Linked DNA regions of Rattus norvegicus: region 1 is linked to region 2. A link is a contact called in public Hi-C data. All regions are on one chromosome and are shown on one strand. Each heading gives the region's core, a stretch centred on a gene start, on an enhancer-like site or on the middle of the called end of the contact. The rest is flanking DNA. Distances are from core to core; before and after follow the strand shown.

Region 1 (5,438 bases), core at 2,846-5,345, 340 kb after region 2:
TACAGTATCAGCCGCCGCTCTCCTTTTCTCCGGTGAAGCTTTCATTCCCATTCCTCATTCCTCATTGCTAGAACTTACGCTTGGTTCTCTTTGTTGTTATTGCTAAGTTTTGGTGTTATAATTTAATCACAACATTTCCCCCTCCCCCCTCATCCCGCCAAACTCTCCCATATATCCCTCCCAGCTCTTCTTCAAAGTCATGGCCTTTTTTTTCATTAATTGTTAGTACATGCATATATATTTCTATAAAGAGATATATTCCTAGATACAATCTGCTGAGTCCCCATAATTTCACTTGTATTCATATTTTCAGAGCTGATCTTTTGACCCTGGACAACAAATTAGTGTGCTCCTCCCTAGAGGACCTCTCTCTCACTCCCAGCTTTCCTCAGTTGTCCACCATTGTTTATGTAGGGTTGAGACCTGAATAGGGTGTTTCCCTATTCAGTTTGCTCATTGGTATCACTCTTGTTCAGGTCTCATTTGGGTGGCCATATTGGTGAGACTCCGCAGAGTTCTTTGTATCATCTAATTAACTATTGAGACTTTTATTATTATTATTATTAACTTGAGTATTTCTTATATACATTTCGAGTGTTATTCCCTTTCCCGGTATCCGGGCAAACATCCCCCTCCCCCCTCCCCTTCCTTATGGGTGTTCCCTTCCCCACCCTCCCCCCATTGCCGCCCTCCCCCGAACAATCTAGTTCACCGAGGGTTCAGTCTTAGCAGGACCCAGGGCTTCCCCTTCCACTGGTGCTCTTACTAGGATATTCACTGCTACCTATGAGGTCAGAGTCCAGGGTCAGTCCATGTATAGTCTTTAGGTAGTGGCTTAGTCCCTGGAAGCTCTGGTTGGTTGGCATTGTTGTACATATGGGGTCTCGAGCCCCTTCAAGCTCTTCCAGTTCTTTCTCTGATTCCTTCAACGGGGGTCCTATTCTCAGTTCAGTGGTTTGCTGCTGGCATTCGCCTCTGTATTTGCTGTATTCTGACTTTTATATGCCTTGAATATTTGTTGATTTGTTTGAGTTAGGGATGTGATCACCCACTGAAGCCTGCTTTGCATGGCTGCTCTAAAATCCTTTTCAGATAATGTTTCTGTTTTGCATCATTGTCCTCTCTACACCATGTGAATTTTTATTTTAGGAGATCTTACTGGTATAATTGTTTGATATAAGGAGCAATTTTTCAACCTGAAACCTGGGTGTTTTCACATTAAGAGAACTTCCGGGATATTTAAATCTCTTTGTTTTAGTTTCTGTTTTTTTTTTTTTTTTTATTGTATATTTTTTATTTACATTTCAAATGTTATTCCCTTTCCCAGTTTTCCAGGCAGAAACCTCCTATCCCATTCCTCTTCCCCCTCACAAACCAATCTCCCTTTCTGCCTCCCAACCCTGACATTCTCCTATAAAGGCTTCTCCTCTCATTGGTGCCCAGAAAAGCAATCTTCTGCTACATATGCAGTTGGAGCCATGGGTCTGTACATGTGTACTCTTTGGGTAGTGGTTTAGTCCCTGGGAGCTCTGGTTGATTGGTATTATTCTTATGGGGTTGCAAACCCCTTCAGCTCCTTCAATCCTTTCTCTAACTTCTCCAATGGGGACCTTGTTCTCATTTCAATGGTTTGCTGCTAGCATTCACCTCTGTATTTGACATGCTCTGGCTGAGCCTCTCAGGAGACAGTTATATCAGGCTCCTGTCAGCATGCACTTCTTGGCATCAGCAATATTGTCTGGGTTTGATGACTATATGTATATGGTTTGGATACATACATACAGGTGGGGCAGGCTCTGAATGGCCATTCCTTCAGTCCTTAATTCAAACTTTGTCTCCATATCGCCTCCTATGAATATTTTTGTTCCCCCTTTTAAGAAGGACTGAAGCATCTATTCTTTGGCCATCCTTCTTCTTGAGCTTCATGTAGTCTGTGGATTGTATCTTGGGTAATTCAAACTTTGGGGCTAATATCCATTTATCAGTGAGTGCATACCATGTGTATTTTTTTGTGATTGGGTTACCTCACGAAGGATGATATTTTCTAGTTCAATTCATTTGCCTATGAATTTCATAAAGTCGTGGTTTTTGATAGCTGAGTAATATTCCATTGTGTAGATGTACCACATTTTCTGTATCCATTCCTCTGTTGAAGGGCATCTGGGTTCTTTCCAGCTTCTGACTATTACAAATAAGGCTGCTATGAACATAGTGGAGCATGTGTCCTGTTGTATGTTAGCGCACCATTTGGGTATATGCCCAATAAAGGTATAGCTAGGTCCTCAGGTAGTGCAATGTCCAATTTTCTAAGGAACCTTCAGACTGATTTCCAGAGTGATTGTATCAGCTTGCAATCCCACCAACAATGGAGGAGTGTTTCTCTTTCTCCACATCCTTGCCAGCATCTGCTGTCACCTGAGTTTTTGTTCTTAGCCATTCTGACTGGTATGAGGTGGAATCTCAGCGTTGTTTTGATTTGCATTTCCCTGATGCCTAAGGATGTTGAACATTTTTAGGTACTTCTCAGCCATTTGAATGGCCGATATTTAAATCTTTTAGGCTTGTTTTGGCTAGCATTTTCTTTTATCACTGATCCTGCAAGAAGATAAATGGTTGCCTAGCACCAAGTAGGTGTTAAATGACCCATTCCCCATTGGATTTTATTGATATATGCAAAGTACAGTGGACCTTGTTGATAATCAGATATTGGAGTTTGATGTTCTCACATACTGTTCACTAACACAGTGGACAGGAAACGTCTTATTACCAGCCAACAGAACCCTCTTGGTTTTCCCTGGCACTAGCCCAGAGAACACTGAAACACTTTATGGGGACTTCATGAGACTGGAGTCTTAGCCCCTTGGAATGTAGGCTCAGCTCTCTCTCAGGATCTCCCCTCTGCCCTGTGGTGTTTTCCTAAATTAGGGAAGTTATTCTTTAACAGTTCTTCCTTTCTTGGTTCCCTCTTTCATAGTATTTTGCCTAAAGAAATCGTGCTCTGGCTGGTTTTCCTTTCTGTTTAGCTTCTGTTTTTATTTTTCTCTGCATTCATTATTGTTTCCAGGAGGCTGGCTCTTTCAACCACAAGTCTGGGATAAACGAGACAAGAAGTGCATTCAGGAGTCTCATGGGTTTATACCCCTCAGGTCCAAGTTCTCTGGACAGTCTACCTCGTCATGTTTGTGCTTTAAAGTTTTCACTTTTTAAAAAATGTTTGTTTGTTGTAATTATAATGTATATAATTTTAAGTTGTAGTTAGATGGGGAGTTAGGGAGAAGTGTCTCACTCCATTATTTTGGAAATATTTCTAAGCCCCAAGCCACAAAGTTTTATAAGTGATCTCATGGAAGATATTATTAAACATCAATAACTTCTTTTCTTAGATTTTGAACTTGACATTATTTTAGAAAAGCCACAGCCTTATGTTAGAAAAATGTTTATCAAACATTTTAGTCATTTTTCATGTTGTAACAATGTTTGCCCTAAAAATTAAAATGAGTTTTGATGACTTTCTCTAATACTTAATTCTTATATAGCTTTTTCTTGTATGTAGTTACTCCTTTATCCTAACATATCCTACAATTTATGGCAATTCTGTCCAGTCCTCACTTCTCCTTCTCATCACATCTTCTCTCCTAAAGCATATGAAAAATTATAGGTCTGCAAGAGAAGGGTGAAACGCCTTTCCTTGTCACTGTCTCATAAATAATAGTGTAAATAGGACTCAGGATCTAGGGTGGGAAATATGTATGTGTGTGTAAGATTCAGCCAGTTCTATAATATTCCCCGTATATGTAAATGCGTCTCTGGGAACAGTTTATAAATCTCCTCAGAACAGCCTAGACTCTGAAGCTAAAGTTCAGCTTTAAACACTCTGCATTGTCAAAAGGCACAGAATTTAAAGCATTTAAAAAGTTGCATTTCAAATATTACAGCAAGATACTGGAGACAAAAGCAAATGATATGTTGCCTTATATGAATTTGCTGTAATTGCATAGCAGACATAATCAGCTATCCACCCATGTTGGGCTAGGGTATACATTCCAGAGTTTCTAGGATAAGAGTTGGTGTTCATCTTCTTCTTCTCCAGTCTACAATCTCCCAGAAAAAAAAAGAGTCAAAGCCAGGCTGTGTTCTTTAGCGTCTGGTCTGTAATGGACAGTCCAAATGTTTACTGAAAAATGGGAGGCAAAATTGTGTTCTGTGATTGCTGATATCTTTAGGAATTAATGTAGAGGAAAAACCAATTCTATTGCCACAGGGGGGGTACCTTTAAAATAAAAACAGGTCTTAGGGAAAAAGTCATTATCTGCCACTTTAACTCCCGCAAAATAGGCATCTGTAGAAAAAGAATTGCAAGGCAAGCATTTCCCTGAAAGTGAAAGGGACCCATTGATAAACATGGGTGAACATCGGACAGCATCTTTCTTCTTTATCCAGCCTTCCCCTGGCTCTCTAACTGTTGACACTGGACATGTTCCAGACCCACAGCTGAACCGACTTCAAAAGTGCGTTCTCATTTCTCACATGGTTCTGCTATTGATCTGCTTAGCAGAGAACCTGGAATGCTGTTTGTGCTCAAGTTCCACAGGCACCTTTTGATCTTTCCCAGAAGACCAAATGCCATCTGGGACGTCAGATGAGACTCTAACAACTGGTGTCTTAAAGGAGAGGTGGTGAAGAAGAAAACATTATTCATAATTTGTAGCTAAAGTCAATTCCTCATACTTCCCTGCCCATATCGAATCTTACCCTCATTGTTCCTTCTGCTGGGCCCTGTGTTACTACAGCTAATAAGGACAATACCTGTACCCCTTAGGTCTTCCTTCATAATCAATCTATCCCTACACACACACACACACACACACACACACACACACACACACACACACATTTAAGCAGGTTTACAATGCTGGTCATTCTGAACTTGCACAAAAAATCCGTAAGGTGTGTAAAAATATTCAGATTCCCCTCCCCCAGATATAGACTGTTTTTCAAAGGACTTAGGAAGGCAGATAAATATGTAGCATAACCAGACCACTAATGCAAGCTGCATAGCAGTGAGAAGAAAATGCAGAAGCACTGATGTCAACTACCAGCTTCATCTGCCTCCTGTTAGCCGTTGCTAGTAGTCTTCAGCGACTGGGGGCTGAGCTCTTCAGAGGTCTTCTTCCTTAATAGGTTGCTGTCAAATTGTGTTACGCTAAAATCTCTGCTGTATGTACAAACATGTGTTGACAAGCAAGATTGAGAGTACTAAAAAAAAAAATCCATCTGCCAAAAGAAAATAGCAGACAGAGAAACTGTTACAATGAGATTCGAATTAGACTAGGTGGGAGTACATGGAATGCTATATGGCAGTTCTCAACACAGGAACAGCGAGTGTACCCCTTTAACAACATACTATATAACATAACGGGGACCAAACCACCTCAATA
Region 2 (6,181 bases), core at 1,421-3,920:
TAGAAGTTAGTTTGTCAGCTTCTCACCAAAAGCCCCATTGGGATTTTGGCCCCAAAACTCCAGAGAAAGATCTACAGAGAAATGCTTTGTAATTAGAGGTTTATGACCAGTGGGGAGTAGCTTTGTGTTGTATGGACTACAGTTTCAAGTCTGTCCACACGATGGCACTACCATAAAGAAAATCATTTTTTCCCAGTTGGCAAGGACTCAGCATTGGTGTTTTATTAAATGCCTGTGTATTTTTGGTAGAACTGAATTTCACATGGTATGTTCAACAGTCTAATACTATAGCATCCCCAGAAAAATATGTAATAGTGTATGACACAAAATTGAAATTAAAAAAAGTCTTAATTGTTCTTTCAGTCCTTGAATTGTAAGACACACACACATACACACACAAACACACACATTAGAGCAAAACTCTCTCTGGGAAAGTAAGGTGGTCTTCTTCAACCAGGAGGCCTATCCAACGGTTTCGTCCAGGCTGGGGAACAAAGGTCATAGCCAAGTTTATGAATAAAGCAGGGGAGTTGTGTAATTCTGCTTCTCCACTTCCAGCCCCGCCTCCCTATTATTCAAACCTGGGATAATCTTGGGTTAAAGTCTCCTATCCTTTGTGAACAACATGCCCGGGCTTGCAGTGAGCTAAAGCACTAAGACAGAGAGTATCTTGCCTTGTCCACTCTGCAATGTTAAGGAAGCGTGCTTGGATAGTTTTTGGAGTACCTGAGGTGAATGTCGTTTTAACTGTTAAGACTAGATTTACCTATGTTTGATAGTGGTCTGGAGGAAACCCCATTTACCCTTACTTGGAAGTCTATGTGTCATTCTTTCCCAGTTGGCAAGGACTCAGCCTTGGTATTTTATTAAAGGCCTGTGTATTTTTGGAAGACAGGAAGCCTGTGCAAAGTAACTGCTTACAAACTGTCAACTGAGACAACAGGTGGGCATGTAGTTGGCTTAACAAAACCTCATGGCTCTAGGAAAAATGTATTGATAATAGCTATTTAAATTGTCTAGGACCAAGTTTCTTAACCTGTAAGATGGGAAATTGTAGACTAGACTATGTCACTTCAAAATATGCCCGCGGGAAACTAGAATAGGTCACCCTCAATATATTGCTGAGTCAGGATGTTTGAAGTGAATTCAAAGGTGGGTAAACACGGAAGACCTGAAAATGGCGCACTGCTCTTTTGTAAGGAAAAAAAAATCACATTTATTAAAAGAAGTCTCGAGTCCTGAGAAAGTCCCCCGAACTAGACAAAAACAATGATTCTAAGTAACAATCTTCTCGGTGAAAAACAGTAACAAAGGTCTAGGTTATTTACTCCCTGGTTATTTTCTTCCTTTCCTGTCTTTCCCCACACTCGTGTTTTGCCTCCGATGGCATTCAAAGCTCAATTCCAAGCCACGTCGGAGGGTACTCGTTTCGCTGTGAAGGAATAAGCTTATGTTTCTGCACTTACTCTGCCCTGTTTGAGGAACCACAGCGATAATTTAGAAGGGTAGAAGGAAAATATTTTTCCCTCCTCTAATATGGCCGTATTTCTGATTCGGGATTGTATTAAGATGATAGAGACATTTCGAAATAGCTACCAGAGTTTAATTCCCCAGTGAACAGTACTCCAGAAGCGCTGGCACCACTGCCGTTGGAAGAAAGAAGGATAAGTCTCTGAGTTATTAGAAATGAACAGTAAAATCGAGCTTGTTGACAGCCACACTTTAGCTCAGCTGCCTTCATTTTCTGCTTTACCCCACAGTGGGACCTTGGATTGACTCTGTACCAGGGCGGTGACATCGCTTAGTGACATGAGATCCACGCAATCTGAATCACCTAGTTGGAACAAGAAGTCATAGATGACTTCAACTGTAAAATCATAATTAGCAACAGAACACGTTTAGCGTTACTGTTGAAGCTCAAGTTGCTGCTAACGAACCTCGGCCCACTCAGACCGTTAATCGTTTTTCTGAAAAATTCCACAGGATGGCGATCTTGCTTAGACTTGTTGCGTACCAAACCTTCGCCGGGCGTCAAGTCCTCGCTCCTCTCCAAGGTTAAGAGCCTGGCCTCTGACAGGGGTCACTTATCAGGCGAAAGGAAGAGGCTGCAGGGAGCTCAGATACTTCCCACGCCACAGCAGGTCACCCGGATCTCCGACCAGGATTGCACCTCGTTCCTCAGCTGCTCTGAGTCTGCCTGGTGCCGGGTTCCGCGGGGCCAGCCACTGAGCCTCCCCGTCCACGGGGTCCTAGACTGGAGTCTAGGTGGAGGTGGCCGAGGTCCCCAAGCGCTTCGTGTCTCCCTGTGCAGCCACGAGTGGCTCGCTGGATGACACCCGTGTCGGGTTGCACGGCTGTCAGGAGGGCAGTGCCAACCTTGCCTCTCGCCTGGCTGCTACCCCGCATCCCCACCGGGCCAGAACCGAGACAGGGCGTTCGCCCTTGAGTTTCTGTTTTCTACGCCCAAAGTAAGGGCACTCGACGAAACGCGGGAGCTTTGCGTACCGCCGCCTCCAAGCCAGGCCAAAGCCCGCGATAGCCACGCAGCTACCCCGCATCTATCCACAGTGCGCACTCCAGGGCGGGTGGGTGGAGCCCTCTTCGTGACGTCACGAGGCCCCGCCCCACCCAGCAGGCGCGTATTTAAAGCTTCGCTGCTGGCTCTCGCTCGCAGAAGAGGAGCCGGACGTCGGACTAGAGAGTAGGGAGAGCGATTGGGGCTCGAGGGACAGGGCTAGACCGGACGCGTGTCCGCGCCTCGGAGGTGGCAGTAGGTAGTGTCGGGTAGCGAGGCAACGATGGAGCTCCTGCGGACTATCACCTACCAGCCGGCCGCCGGCACCAAGATGTGCGAGCAGGCGCTGGGCAAAGCTTGCGGCGGGGACTCAAAGAAGAAGCGACCGCAGCAGCCTTCTGAAGACGGGCAGTCCCAAGCCCAGGTGACCCCGGCGGCCCCACACCACCATCATCACCATTCTCACTCCGGACCCGAGATCTCGCGGATTATAGTCGACCCCACGACGGGGAAGCGCTACTGCCGGGGCAAAGTGCTGGGCAAGGTGAGGAGCCGCGGGCGCCAGGCTGCGGGGCGGGAGGGCGGGCTGCCCGGGCAAGCTGAGCGAGCCGGGACTCAGCGCCCGCTTTTCTCGCTCCTTCAGCTGTCTAGTTCCCTGAGCGACATAGGTCCCACTCCTGCCCTCCTGGGCTTCTGAGCGCTGGGGATCCGGTGTGCATCCTCAGTCTGTTTTCCTCCCAGTCTACGAAGGAGGACTCAGGACGTTCTACCTTGACCCGGGCTCTCACTACCTGATCCCGGGGGAGCTAGCCTGTCAAATTTCTTCAGAGGGCATTTTTCCACCCTTTCTCCCTTCCATTCCCTTCTCCTTAGAGTTCGTTGTAAAGGGGAAACGAGAAAACTGGACTGGTTTCCAGGAATGCCTTTCCCTTCCTGAAAAACCATTTTACAAAGCAGATTGTTTCGCTCTGCCCACCCTCTCTGTTCCTCAATTTTTTGCTCCCGCCCCCCATTTTTTTTCTTGATAATCACTTATTTTAAACGTTGGTCCTTCGGGTTTTTTTTTTCTTTTTTCTTTTTTTTTTTCTTTTTTCTTTTTGTCATGCTCAATTCCATCTCGCCTTTGTTTCCTCCCAGGGTGGATTTGCAAAGTGTTACGAAATGACAGATCTGACAAACAACAAAGTCTACGCTGCAAAAATTATCCCTCACAGCAGAGTAGCTAAACCTCATCAAAGGGAAAAGGTGCGTATGACTGTTGAGTAAAGTATTTTCTTTGTGTGCAGGGATGGCCCTACCCTGTTAGAAAAATGTCTTCTGAATGTGTAAGCACTGTCTCTCCAGACAAGACGAGAGGCTAATAAGCCTTATCTTGCTTTTTTTTTCCTTAGATCGACAAAGAAATTGAGCTTCACAGAATCCTGCACCATAAGCATGTAGTGCAGTTTTACCACTACTTTGAAGACAAAGAAAACATTTACATCCTCTTGGAGTACTGCAGTAGAAGGGTGAGTGTTAACTCCTGGGTCAGTGCGCTTGCTAACAGAAAGCCCGGGTGGTATTTGCATTACATTCTATCTGCGGTTTTAGCCGTGACAGTTAATTATTCTCCCACAATATGAGCCTGCATCACTAGTCCAGCAAAGGGAAGCTTGATCTACGTAACTTCATTTGACAAATTCTCCCTTACCCTTCCCCCTTTCTCTTCCTAGTCCATGGCTCATATCTTGAAAGCAAGAAAGGTGTTGACAGAGCCAGAAGTCCGATACTACCTCAGGCAGATTGTGTCGGGACTCAAGTATCTTCACGAACAAGAAATCTTGCATAGGGATCTCAAGCTAGGTAAGCCTTTTGCTGCAGCAGCTGGGGGAGGGGCTAGAGACTGGTAGGGCTTTCCAGTCTCTGGGCTTTTTAGTGTTGCAAACTGGGATCTGGGTGCCTTCGGTGGACAGTGTGGATGATGCAGGCCTCCAAGGGAGTTCACACTTGGTTTTGTTTACCTTCTAGGGAACTTTTTTATTAATGAGGCCATGGAGCTGAAGGTTGGAGACTTCGGCTTGGCTGCCAGACTGGAACCTTTGGAACACAGAAGGAGGTGAGAGTCATGTCCTGCCTGGGTTTTGTGGAGACCAAATACACCCCTATTATTAGTTCACAGAAAGTAAGTTCACACCACAGTCTGCACACCACAGCAGTGTTATTGAAAAGGAGCCAATGTCCACTCTGTGTTAGGTAACTTACACCTCTGAATTGATTATTAAGGCAATCAATAAAATAAATGCTTAAGTTTGTCTGATACACACACACACACACACACTATCTGGTCTCATTTGGTTAAAAACACTCTGTCATATGGGCTGAGAAAATTGTACACAGAACCAAAAGAAGCTTGGGGTCAAATAAAAGCACTAAAAAGAAATAGTTAAGTAGAAATTGAGCAAAGAATTTCAAGTTTCATTTCCCACTGAGTCATCCCCGGTGGAACAAGTTTAATTAAAGTCATAGTTCCTAACGAGATTGTGCTATATTCTGTCTTCTCAGAACAATATGTGGAACCCCAAATTATCTCTCCCCTGAAGTCCTCAACAAACAAGGACATGGCTGTGAATCAGACATCTGGGCCTTAGGCTGTGTAATGTAAGTAAATGCACCAGAATGCCTAAAAGAAAATAGCAAATCTGACTCAGTGGTGATTGCTCAAAGAGTTCCTTCTTGACCATTTCTGAAGACATGTTTCTGTGTATCCAGGTATACAATGCTGCTAGGAAGACCTCCATTCGAAACAACAAATCTGAAAGAAACGTACAGGTGCATAAGAGAAGCAAGATATACAATGCCGTCTTCATTACTGGCCCCCGCCAAGCACTTGATAGCCAGCATGCTGTCCAAAAACCCAGAGGACCGCCCCAGTTTGGATGACATCATTCGGCATGACTTCTTTCTGCAGGTCAGCACACTCTTTGGCCTTTCTTTAAAATTGCGTGCCATTGCCCTGGTTGCTGGAGAGGTTTCTGACTGTCTCTTCTGGTTCCACAGGGCTTCACTCCAGACAGACTCTCTTCTAGCTGTTGCCACACAGTTCCAGACTTCCACTTGTCAAGCCCAGCTAAGAATTTCTTTAAGAAAGCTGCTGCCGCTCTTTTTGGTGGCAAAAAGGACAAAGCAAGATATAATGACACACACAGTAAGTTTCCAGACCCCCTCCTCCTTTTCCATACCCTAGATCACCCTTAAGTCTGATGTGACTGAGTGGAGACTTTACCTTTAGGGTAATTTCTCCATCATATTTGTGTACTGCTGACCTCCGAGACACTAATAGCCAAGTAACTATACAACAGAATTAATTGATAGCTTTCGTTTATGTAAACACTGACGTGTGCTGCCTGCATAGGTGCAGCTGAGGCCACTGGTGACATAGCCCTAACTCTGTTCCACCCTTGTTGAGATAAATTAACATGCCCGATTCTTTCCCTTGACTTACAGATAAAGTGTCTAAGGAAGATGAAGACATCTACAAGCTTCGGCATGATTTGAAGAAAACATCGATAACCCAGCAACCCAGCAAACACAGAACAGATGAGGTATGTTGGGGAGGCTCAGAATGAAACGGTCATTTCCAGTCTTGGACAGCCAGCATTTTGGTGTTTATTAGGGCTGAGGCAATGC

The links. A called contact is a pair of places that touch in the nucleus more often than the background predicts.
Region 1: a Hi-C map of liver shows a contact between it and region 2, with 7 times the contacts expected there. The contact joins the enhancer-like site here to the promoter of Plk2 in region 2. A contact is called at or near these places in 8 of 12 Hi-C or Micro-C datasets (the A7r5 cell line, the Rat2 cell line, Schwann cells and 4 more) and 1 of 1 datasets of contacts at active chromatin or transcription factors (oligodendrocytes).

Annotation. Positions count from the first base shown.
Region 1 is chr2:44,040,471-44,045,908 of GRCr8, forward strand. No RefSeq gene overlaps it. Among named protein-coding and RNA genes, the nearest start is that of Plk2, 340 kb to the left of the region's middle. Within about 2 kb of position 4,096, at least 5 of the 93 cell types and tissues checked have an H3K27ac peak or open chromatin away from gene starts, as enhancers often do. A contact at or near this core is called in liver, where this site is marked.
Region 2 is chr2:43,699,866-43,706,046 of GRCr8, forward strand. It overlaps Plk2 (polo-like kinase 2), which reads left to right and starts at 2,671. Exons shown (of 14, transcript NM_031821.2): 1 at 2,671-3,059; 2 at 3,653-3,760; 3 at 3,907-4,023; 4 at 4,228-4,357; 5 at 4,523-4,610; 6 at 5,057-5,152; 7 at 5,264-5,462; 8 at 5,552-5,699; 9 at 5,999-6,096. The coding sequence starts at 2,799.